Linked DNA regions of Aedes aegypti: region 2 is linked to region 1. Evidence: chromatin contacts called from public Hi-C data. All regions are on one chromosome and are shown on one strand. The core of a region is the stretch at or near the end of the contact, and the rest is flanking DNA. Distances in the headings are between cores, read along the strand shown.

Evidence for each region. A called contact is a pair of places that touch in the nucleus more often than the background predicts.
Region 2: a Hi-C map of whole pupa shows a contact between it and region 1, with 5 times the contacts expected there. The contact joins two enhancer-like sites. A contact is called at or near these places in 2 of 2 Hi-C or Micro-C datasets (whole body and whole pupa).

Annotation. Positions count from the first base shown.
Region 1 is chr3:352,991,023-352,996,549 of AaegL5.0, forward strand. No RefSeq gene overlaps it. Among protein-coding and RNA genes, the nearest start is that of LOC5568262, 89 kb to the left of the region's middle. Within about 2 kb of position 2,814, at least 2 of the 3 cell types and tissues checked have open chromatin away from gene starts, as enhancers often do.
Region 2 is chr3:353,060,038-353,065,564 of AaegL5.0, forward strand. No RefSeq gene overlaps it. Among protein-coding and RNA genes, the nearest start is that of LOC110679344, 110 kb to the right of the region's middle. Within about 2 kb of position 3,049, at least 3 of the 3 cell types and tissues checked have open chromatin away from gene starts, as enhancers often do.

The DNA of each region.
Region 1 (5,527 bases), core at 1,564-4,063:
AAAAAATACACACAATTTGAGATTGATGACGTCATTGGCTCAAATGGGGATTATCTACCTCCCTCTTTCCATACCTACAACGACGCATTGAACCATACCACATTGCAATTGTATATGATTATATTCAAAGTAGTTATCAAACTGTATTTCTCGTTTACAAGATGTTGAAATTTAAGCTGCACTTTTTCTCGAAACATGATCCACTTCCACAAGTCAAAATTTAAGTTCGTAGGTAGAGCTGTTGCGATTTATCTGAGTGTTTCCGCCATGCTTGTTCGGTGATTTTCACCACCACTATCGGGAGGATGTTTTACTTACGGTGGAAAAAATCGCTTAAACTTCACCACATTTTTTGCACTATGGTACAACGAAAGCTCCATCTTGAATAAATTTGGCACATTTGCACATTTTTTTTTATCGAGCTCGCGATAACGTAGTTGTAGGTTATAGCTGCATTTTGGACACTAGCTTCTTTGGATTTCAAAAATTTTTGGTAAGTTGAACTTTTCACCACTCTCTAAAGTCACGTTTTCCGATTGAAATCTTCGCGAATTTGCCATCGAACCGGTTGAACGAAAACAAAAGTAATTCCTTGATTCGCGCTATCACCAATTTACTAAATGTGTAACCGGCTAAAGTGACTCGAATACTAGCACAGCAGCGCGTAGTAACCTTGACCGACACCTTGTTTTCGAGTTTTTTTTTCGCGACTCTACGAAGAACCCAACCGACTGAGCGATACGCAGCGCCACGAACGCCTTTGGGTTGAAGTATATTACATCGGAAGGGGCTATTGGGGAATAGATTCGCCATTCCCAGTTGCTCCACCAGGCAAAAACTCGGTTTCCGCAACATCTGTACACGTTTTACAACCACCACCCAGACCGCGAGCTTGGCTATTTTGCTTGTCGGGAGCCCCCCCTCCAAGTTTCGTCCGCCCGGTCATCCACTGGCGCAGTCCTCTGTCCATCTATTTGATTCATAATATAGCGAAATTTTCAAGTTCTCGGTCACGGGCACTCTACCAGTTGCGTAGGAAGTCGTATATTCATGCTCGTCTCGTACGCATACAAGCATAATGTGCGTGTACGCACATCTGTGCACACAGTCAAAGCTAATTACGCGAAAATATTTGCCAAAACGCACACTGTTGAGTTGCTAGTTCAGCGAATTTAATGTTATTCGATTTTTGGGATTATATAAAATTAAGAACTTAGGGAATAGTGCCCATGAATGTGGCGATCTACGTCTAGAAGATCCCGTAGTTTCTCTGAAACATTTATATGTAAACTATGTTTATTGAACGCTAAAATATTTTCTAATCTTATATACCCTATAGCAATAAAAAACGTAAAATGATGATCGCATATCCTAAAGTTAAGTTAAAATTACAGAATAGATTTTTTTTGAATTCGCACTTACAGTCTCCGCCAAAATAAAGTGTCCACTTGTTATCACGCAAATTGGCGAAAATTGTGTGTCGAAACTGGAATTTATTTTTTTACAATGCACTTCAAAGATAGCATGTATTTTTTGTATTTTAATCTTCAAATTGGTTGAAAGCGTCTCCTAAAAATCTTGAATTGCTTAATCATTATGCTATTATCAAGAAACTTCGGTCAAAGAAAAGTAATATATTGTCAAGCGAACGAAACGCCAAATGGGTACTTAATTGACATACAATATTGGCATTTTATTTTGTCGGTGATTGTTCACCCGGTTTGCAAATCGGACCATACAAGTCATACAAATAAACATAACCTTAGCATTGAAAATTTTGCGTAGGACTGCTTTTTCTCACGATCACTAACAAACACGCTCTACGCATCCCCCAAACAATCCCAAAGTTCTTCCCCTCTGTTATCTACTGGTTCGATCCAGAATGAAATCGAGTTTCGCAATACGCACGCATTATCCAAAAACATCTTCAACTCATACAACTTTATTGCTCATGTTTTATCCCATACATATAGGTACTCCCCATGTGTCGCAAACGCGCAAAATTTTCCGCATTTCTCGTTGGTTAGTGGTCGCACCACTTGCACTGACCTAGGACAACAGTTTGCGCAACCCCTACTCTGTGTACAGACAGACGCACGCTCAGGAACTCTCCAATACGACCTACCCCAAATTCGCAACTCGCCATCTCTCGCTTACTCGAAGGTCCCGAAACCAGCCTTCTGCTCGTTCTAGTCATCCTGTTTATCATTGAGTGACTCCCCACCCCTCGGGCACGAATGATTTTCGCGCAACTCTTTCGTGTTCGGTTCGCGCCGTTGTCCGTTGGTCGTCTCGCGAATTTTATCCCTTTCGGAATACGATCGGCTAAGGTCGCGTGCGCACAATGGTGGGGGGAACGCGTCGCGCTGAGATCCCTTTTCTGTGCGGATTCTCGCGCTTATGGAGGTGTGTCGACGCTCTCGCGTGCGCTCTTCTGCTCTCCAACAACGGTGCCGGCGCGGATCGCTTTTTTGCGTGGATTTCGCGAATATGTGGGCTCTCGCTCTCCCGTTGTTGGGTGTCATGCTACGTGCGACTTGCACAAAAGAAAGCGCGGAGAAAGATTGCAGCCATTTTGCAGGTGGTAATTTTATATGGTTTTTATCGGGGTTGGGGCATTTAATTAGTCTTTTTTGAGATATTATCTAATTTTTACTCTTTGTTGTATGATTAAGACATACATTTATTACAATCAATTATTTTTGGTTGCATTTCCCTCTGCAAAATGGCGCATTTCACACGCTGATTGGTCCAACCGGGTTAACGGATTGCTGAACTAGGCAGAAGATCTCACTCTCATTCGTGGTGTGTCGTTTTTGCCTCCGAACGTTTGCGATTGGCGAAAAATTCGCAACTCGTTGGATGCCGTTAGTTAGTTTGGTAGGAGAAGAAATCAACGGTACTTGACGAACTTCATCTTAAAGTCCCCACCATGCAGTTGGAACCTTCGTGATGTCCGAATCGATGGTAGGGGGTTAGAGATGAGTGCAAAATGTTTGCGCAGAAGTTCGCGAATTTTGCGAGTTGGGGATCATTCCACTCGGGATTGTGAAGGTGGACGGATTAACATTTTGTGGATGTTGGTTGTGGAGTGGTTAAGATGAAGTGAAGGGTAAAAAGTTACTTGGGAATTCATTTCATAGCTGGCTGTTGAACGATGCAGATCTGTAGCAGAGTAGCAGAGTGTTGAAAATAGAAAATTGATGGATTTCGCAGGATAATCAATTTGTAGCAGAGTGTTGAAAATAGAAAATTGATGGATTTCGCAGGATAATCAATTTTTGGGAACATATTATTCAAATAGATGCTTGACTAATTTGAACAGTGTTTTAGTGTTCATTGAATAATACAAAAATTCACGTGTAATACAGCCCATGTAGCAAGTGTGAATGAGTAAAAAGAAATTTTTAAAATTCAAACAATGTTAATATGTGGGGAAAAAAATAGGTGAGAGAACAGAATTTCGAAGCAATATTGTGAACAGAAGCTAAACATGCTAAAACCATGTTTTTTGTGGGCTTTGTGGCCGTACGGTTAGTGTTGTTAGGCAGTAAGTGCATCGTGCCAAGTGGAGTAGGTTCGATTCCCGCTTAAGCCATTCGCAACTTTTCGTAAGGAATGTTCCTCGGCTTTTCCACTGGAGCATGCTTGTCCGTAGTCTAGTGTTAAGTTACTGTTTATGCAGCTGAATGGCTAAAGATGGTGAAGGCGGTGTCTTTAAATGACGAAGATGGAGTAATTCTTGGCAATGGCAAGCAGTCAAAAAAGGTCGTGGAATCAATATCTGAATTGCTAGTGTTTAATAGAAGTCGTGAAATAATTGTTCGAATGAGCTGTTTTAAAACCATCGACGGTTTGAAGAACAGTTATACGCCTTCAAAGATGATGTTCAGTTCATGAAGCAAAGAAGGCATATCGAGATATCAAGGCATACGGTTGCACATGGTCCGATGCGGTGCTTTCGTGCGTGAGATCGGTATCATCGAAAATGATCATCGAGCCTAAGGAAAAACATCTGTCCAAGGATTACAGGATTGTAGACAGCATAATGGTTGTTTATGGTGGTAATAAATAAAATAAAAATAATGAATTTATTTGAAAATTTCACTTACGAGGTTAAGAAGAAATTATCTGAAGTCAGCTCTCAGTTTGCCGATGAAACTGGTCTTCTTCATGGCCATGATTTCTCGAAGTTGTCTGGAAAACGTTTGGGAATTTTGATTATAAGATGCTGCATTTGATACTCGGTGACAAACAAGAAGTTTCGTAGGTATGACGATTCGCATTCAGTGTTACCGAAATGAATTTCGTGAAGCATTGAGTTGCATTGAGTGTTGCCAGATGATAATTTGCGAAAAAAGCTCTCAGTTAATAATTGTGAAAGTGATAGTTGATCTTATAAGCGGTGAAGTAGGCTTTTTTCAGATTGAACATTACGCTTGAAAGTAGAAGAAAATAACATCCCAAGAAACATTTGCCTATTTTATAATCATTTATTAAGCAATTTTTCACAACTACATACTGAATAGTTGCTTCATTATATTACTTTGCAGCTGCTACGCACACATTGTTCAAGCAAATCTGGCGAAATTATTAAGCTTCTTATCATTTAGTGACTGTAATAATATATTCTAATGATGTTTATTCAGGTTTCACTTAGCTAAATAAGGATTGATGATTTAACAACGCTAGTTTAACAAACTACATTATTGCAGTTTAATTCAGCATCATGTTGAACAACCTTTTAATTATTTCCAAGTGAAGCCTTTGTTCAGGCGTTGTTCACACAAATTTGGAAAAGTTATAAAGCGTGTCGTTGTATATTGACTTTATTCTACAACTTCAAAATCGCTTTATAAGCATTCATCTCAGCTTTTATTCAACTGCCACAAAATTGATTGAAAACAAATAAATGACTAAAAATAGCTAACACTGTATACATCAAATGCAGTGTATACATTTACCATGAATTAAATAACCACACTTTTAATAATTACCTGAATACTGGATTCAAACTCGAGACCTTCCCATCGTCAGCGGTATACTTTGCCATCTGCGTCATCCTTGAATTCATATATCAGCCTTCCAGTGCCCAATATAAACCTCTTGTAGCTGATTAGTGATCATGCTTGAGTTTCTATTCAACAATAACTAATCAACACGTGCTATGCTGATCAACAACTGAATAAGCGCATTACTTCTGCTGCTGTTCAGTACTGATGCGAGCTGAACTCAGTCGGCTATTTATAGCGCACAGTGAGAAAATTTATTTCAATGCTGGTCAAAAATAAAGTTTATTCACAAAGTAAAAACAGTCTGAAATGATGAATCGAATTTCATAATAAGTTTTAACTTGTTAAAACTTTAATTGAATTGTTCATCTTACTATACTAAAATTCATTTATTAAATGTATAATATTTCTACTAGGTTCATATTTTAATTATTTGTCGTACTTTTTCCATCTATTAAACATTATACAAATATAAAATATATTTCAATCAATAATCCTATGTCAGAAGACTGATT
Region 2 (5,527 bases), core at 1,799-4,298, 69 kb after region 1:
AAGAAACATTTTCGGATCTGCCATAATAAAATCATTGTTCAATTCATATTTACTGCCTTAAACAGCCTTAAATTGTTTTTCATTAATATTATATAATATAAAATCATACGAATTTCATTCTGATACAATCCATTTCGGTATACTAATACATGCTAATGACTTTTATTGCAAAAATTTGTACAGATTTTTCAAAATAATTCAATGAGCGGTGAATGGAGCATGTGCGGTGAATGACGTTCTTACGGTACAATAATAGGCATAGCTACTGTAAAACAAAATAAACGGTGAATACTAATTAAACAATCGCACTAACAGATACACAAATAAAGGTAAGATGAATTATAATTGATTGTATATTACATAAAACATACTACTATAAATAACGGGATACGGGAGGGACTGACTCTTAACATCTCGTGGATCCAGGGCGGGCTTTTCGACCTCATCAAGGGCTTGATATTACAGTTGTTCGTGAAAACTTTCTTCTGGAAAGACAATCTTTTCCTCTGCCGCGGGTTTCGTGAAAGTGTTTCTGCTTGTGGATCCGTACATCCATTTTTAGCCCTTCATACAGGAGACTGACGGCTCCCAAACAAAAGTACAATCTTGATCAAACCGCTTTTCAGATTATTCCAGTGCTATATGCAGATGCCTTGCTACAATAGATGGTAGCAACATACCATCATCATCATCATCATCATCATCATCATCATCATCATCATCATCATCATCATCATCATCATCATCATCATCATCATCATCATCATCATCATCATCATCATCATCATCATCATCATTATCATCATCATCATCATCATCATCATCATCATCATCATAAAAAATATCCAGTCCAATGTTTAAACTGACAGAATCAGACTGTAGTTAGATGTTATTCATAATTTTAGAAAACCAAGACTTCCTGGTCCTTATAATGGATCACTTGTTGGAACTATCAATATTCAGAATTTAAAACCATGAATCAAGCAAATTTTTGATGAAAGAACAAGGGAACGAACCATTTTTATTCCATGATAGTTGAATTTTATCATCTGTGGGGTCTTATGTATAATGATGACTCTTCCTACAGAAAACGATGATATTCTGATTGCTGTTTAATACCTGCTCAACATTTGTCAAAAACTCCAATATTTTGCGGTTGAATGTTATGCTTAATATTACAAATGACAGTAGGCAAGAAGGTGTCTAGGTTCAATTCCCGGTCAGTCCAGGATCATTTCGTAATGGAAATTTCGTAACGTCGATAAAAGACCTGGGAGTGATAATGGACCGTAAGCTGAATTTTGCTGAACACATCTCTAAGACAACAACGAGAGCTTTCGCTGTGTAGGGCTTCATTTGTCGTAATGCATCCGAGTTTTGAGATGTTTACGCCCTGAAGACTGTTTACTGCGCAATCGTTCGAAGCCTTCTCGAATATGCTGTTCAAATCTGGGCACCATATCAAGAAATACATATTACTCGCATAGAAAGGGTGCAACGTTGTTTCATGCGGTTTGCGTAACTTAGACGGCCTCCTTACGAGAATCGCTGTGAACTAATCAAGCTTGAGCCTTTGCGAACACGTCGTGTGTTTCTCCAAAGAATGATTGCTTTCGATGTCTTGACAAATCGGATTGATTGCCCTGATCTTCTGTGACTAGCGAACTTTTTCGTTCCGGCTCGGAGATCCCGCCCACGTTCGTTGTTCTGGACCGCAAGACATCGTACGGTATTTGGACAAAATCACCCGATGGAAAGATGCTTTAATTTGTTAAATGTTGATGTTTTTGACTTTGATGTGAGTAGAAATAAGTTTAAAGCTTGAATAAGATTATAACATTAGGTTAAGACCAATACAGTCTGTACAGCAATGCTGAAGACGAAGTGAAATAAATAAAAAATTTCCTTGACTTCCCTGGGCGTGGGCATCGTACCTGCCACGCGATATACACATGTGAAAATGGCAACTGTGGCAAAGAAAGCTCTCAGTTAATAACTGTGGATGTGCTCATTAGAACACTAAGCTGAGGAAGCAGGCTCTGTCCCAGTGAGGACGATAATGCTAAGAAGAAGAAGAAGAAGGCAATTAGTATGATTGGACAAAATATGTTTCGTAGTAAAGTGTATGCTTTTAGCGAGAAATTCGGGTTTTAACGCCAAAGTGATCCGTAACTATGTGAGCTTGGTACCATCGTTGTCTCCGTATGATCTTGAATGACCATTCCTTGGCCATGCGGCAGATTCGGAACATCCGAAAAAATGTACATATGCTGACCTAAAGAGGAGTTACTTCTTCCAAACAAAACATTCATCATATAAATATTACCGCCATCGTCTAATCCTGAATGGCCACTTTGTGGTCCTCTGAAAGATTCAGAACATCCGGGAAATTAGACATTTAATAAAAGTTTGCCTAGAAGGCTGATTTTTTTCCCAAACGACATGCAGTGTTGAGTCCCGTTGGCTATTTCTTTTTTTTCGGAAGATCTGAAACATCAGTAAAAATGTGAATAATCTTACAATTATTCAGTAAAAGACAGTAGCAAGTTATTCCAAGAAAATCGCCAATCTACCAACAAACGCATCATTTCGGAATGTTATTGATTTCACTTTCACTTCCTGCAGGTCGGGTCAATTGCACCAACCTAATCGAGCATCAAACATGCACGGACGGACAAATTGGTGGCGGATGGGCCCAGAACTGCCGTCGAGCAGCAAACGATCATTCTCTGTATTTGCTGGTACCTACCTACATTCAAACATGCCACGCTGCTGCTGGTGCGTTTGGCTGGTTCAGCTTTTTGAATCGAGCGCACGCAGTCGAATCGCACCGCATCGTGACACACATAAGCCATCATCAACGCAAAGAGCGAGCAAAAACCTAGAAATGAAAAAAAATATAAAATAACATCCATATTTGAGAGTTGCACACTTGTACAAAAGTAAGAGGAGCCGCGTAAAAAAGTGCGTACCACATAGACATAAAAAGTGCGTATGTTATATGCTCGGTATACAATGATTCGTTTGCGGGAACTCACTACTCAAAGTCACCCAAAACGAGGGGAGGTTGATGTAACATCGTTGAATGTTGCGTCGGATTCGAAGGGGAAGCATGCAAGCTCTCACTGCCGGTCACTCAGTTATCGTTGGTTTATGAGGGGAAGCTCTAGCCGAACGTGTTGGTCGGCTATGCCGAACTATACATTTCGCTTGCCGATTCGGCTTTTGCATGTTCGGCATATGTATGTTGCGAATGCTAGCTGCCGTTGTCTTTATGCTTTTTTCGTGCCGAACATCGATGGGTGGAACATGAGGCAAAAGGCAACGAAGAATTCGTTAAAAATTGCGTTGCGTTGCCCATGTAACCGATAAAATTTGTGAAATTTCAATGACTTGGGAAAATATTGGGGTAACCACGGACTGAGCTGACCGGTGAAAAACGAGAGAAAGAAATGTGAAAACAACACAAGCGCCCACACATTTGAATTCGCTGAAAAGAAATGGATGTAAGATGAACAAAAATAGTAAATAGACAGCTCACTTTTTGGTGAATCCGCGATGAGTTTTACTGCAGAAAACAAAAGTAGAGCGTGGTTAATAAAGTTGCATAGGAACTGCTAAAATAAAAATATCAGGCGAAGTGGTTGTTGATGTACAGCTTAATCTACGAATGTGAAATTGCCTATTAGAAAAAAGCGATGATAATTATAAAATATGATTAGTTAACGAATTAATTAGAAGTCTGGTTCATAATATATACTCAGTAAAATATTTACATTCAAATACAAATTAATCTGATCATGTTTTTTAGTTTAAAGCTGTTTGATGATCGTGTCCAATCTTAACGCAAATGCTATCATTTGAGGCTTCTCAGATCCAAACGAACTAAGAAAACAATAAGAGTAATGCATGAGTTGTAACAAAAATATTTGGAGCTTCCCCAACTAGTCACATTTGGTAGATCGCTGATGTCGACAATCAAAACCCCTTGTGCTCTGAATATACATGCTAGAGCTTTAGTATATTCGTCAAAGTATTTTGGAATGCGAATGCAAAGATTGGCTCTAGGGAAAATTTGAGCAATTCTAAAAAGTTTTTTTTTCCAATCTAACAAAACGCGAGAGTTGAAGTTTTGTGTACCTTTTTGATCCCGGGATCCGGAGGGTTAATTCACCCATGCAAGGTTGTATTTTATTTGGAATGATCTAATAATGGCTATTTAGTAGAGTCGAATAAACGGGCTACATTCATATAATCATTGATAACAAACTCAAATCATTGACACAGGAATGTTCACAACAAAATATAACAAAGAAAACACGTGCCCTGTGGAATCAATGCCCGAAGCTACAAACCTACTGGACCATAAATAATCATCAAATTATGGACCAGAAATTACCACACATTTTTTTTGCCAAAATTAACCCAACATAATTGCACTTGATTGGGGTGCAGAAAGTCCATCGAATCGTTAAACGTTCTTTAAAAAATGTATGCTGCATCGCCGTTGTATTCCGCCCGTTGCCAATTCCGCAACATCCGCAGCACAACCGAAAAGAGTGAGAGAGGGCATTTATCAACCGTTTTTTTATTTCGGTTGTTTTCTTTCACCACAGTTCACAATGGTGATAAACGTTTTTTCGTAAATGCGGTTTCCAGTGCAGCAAGCAACTTGTGCGTAGCTTTCTCTCATCAACACATCGCGCTGTCGACATTCGGCGGGGTCGTCTCGTCATCAATCGTCGTCGTCATGTGCGAACCGGTCGGCCAACGCAAACGCCGTTTCACTTTGGCACATCGTAACTTCATTAGGTGGCCCGGATCTTCATCTGTTGGGAAAGTGGAAAAAGGGCCAGATTTGTAACCGGCAAAAGTTCAGCTTATGATGTGTGCAGGATTGACTCGAGATAATTAATTTTCACAAACTTTCTCATATATTTTATATGTCATAGTAATGATTAGAATCTTAAAAATTGGATTTTTTTAATATATGGCAGGGGAACGTATGCTTTTTGGTCGAAACTTTCAAAAATCGAAAATCGATTTTAAACTTCTTCGTGAAAAAGAAAAGCTTATGGCTGAGTGTCAGACATAACGATTGACTAAAAGTCCTCATACAAAAGAGAAGGCAAAGTCACTGAAAATTTCTCATTTTTTTTTTTTTACCAAATGAAATACAGTTTATTCTTCCTTACTCGATATTCCGTAACTCGATATCGAGTTGGAGAACCATAGTAAAATTTGGATTTCATGGCTACCTCGAAGGTCCCTTGGATCGCATTTGTACTCGTTTTGTGTTCTGTAAGTAATGTAAATGATTCTATTGTCTCGTCTACGTGCTAGACGACCCGATGCCGAATCAGAATCCCACACACGAATCGGATGTAGAGCAAGTAGCTAGTCATTGAAAAATACAAAGCATTTCGAAGAAAGGCTGTAAAAACCATTCAGATATTTAGTTGACGATTCTCAAAACAGTACTGAAAAGTGTTACTTTTCAGCACTCAAAACAGTGCTGAAAAGTAGC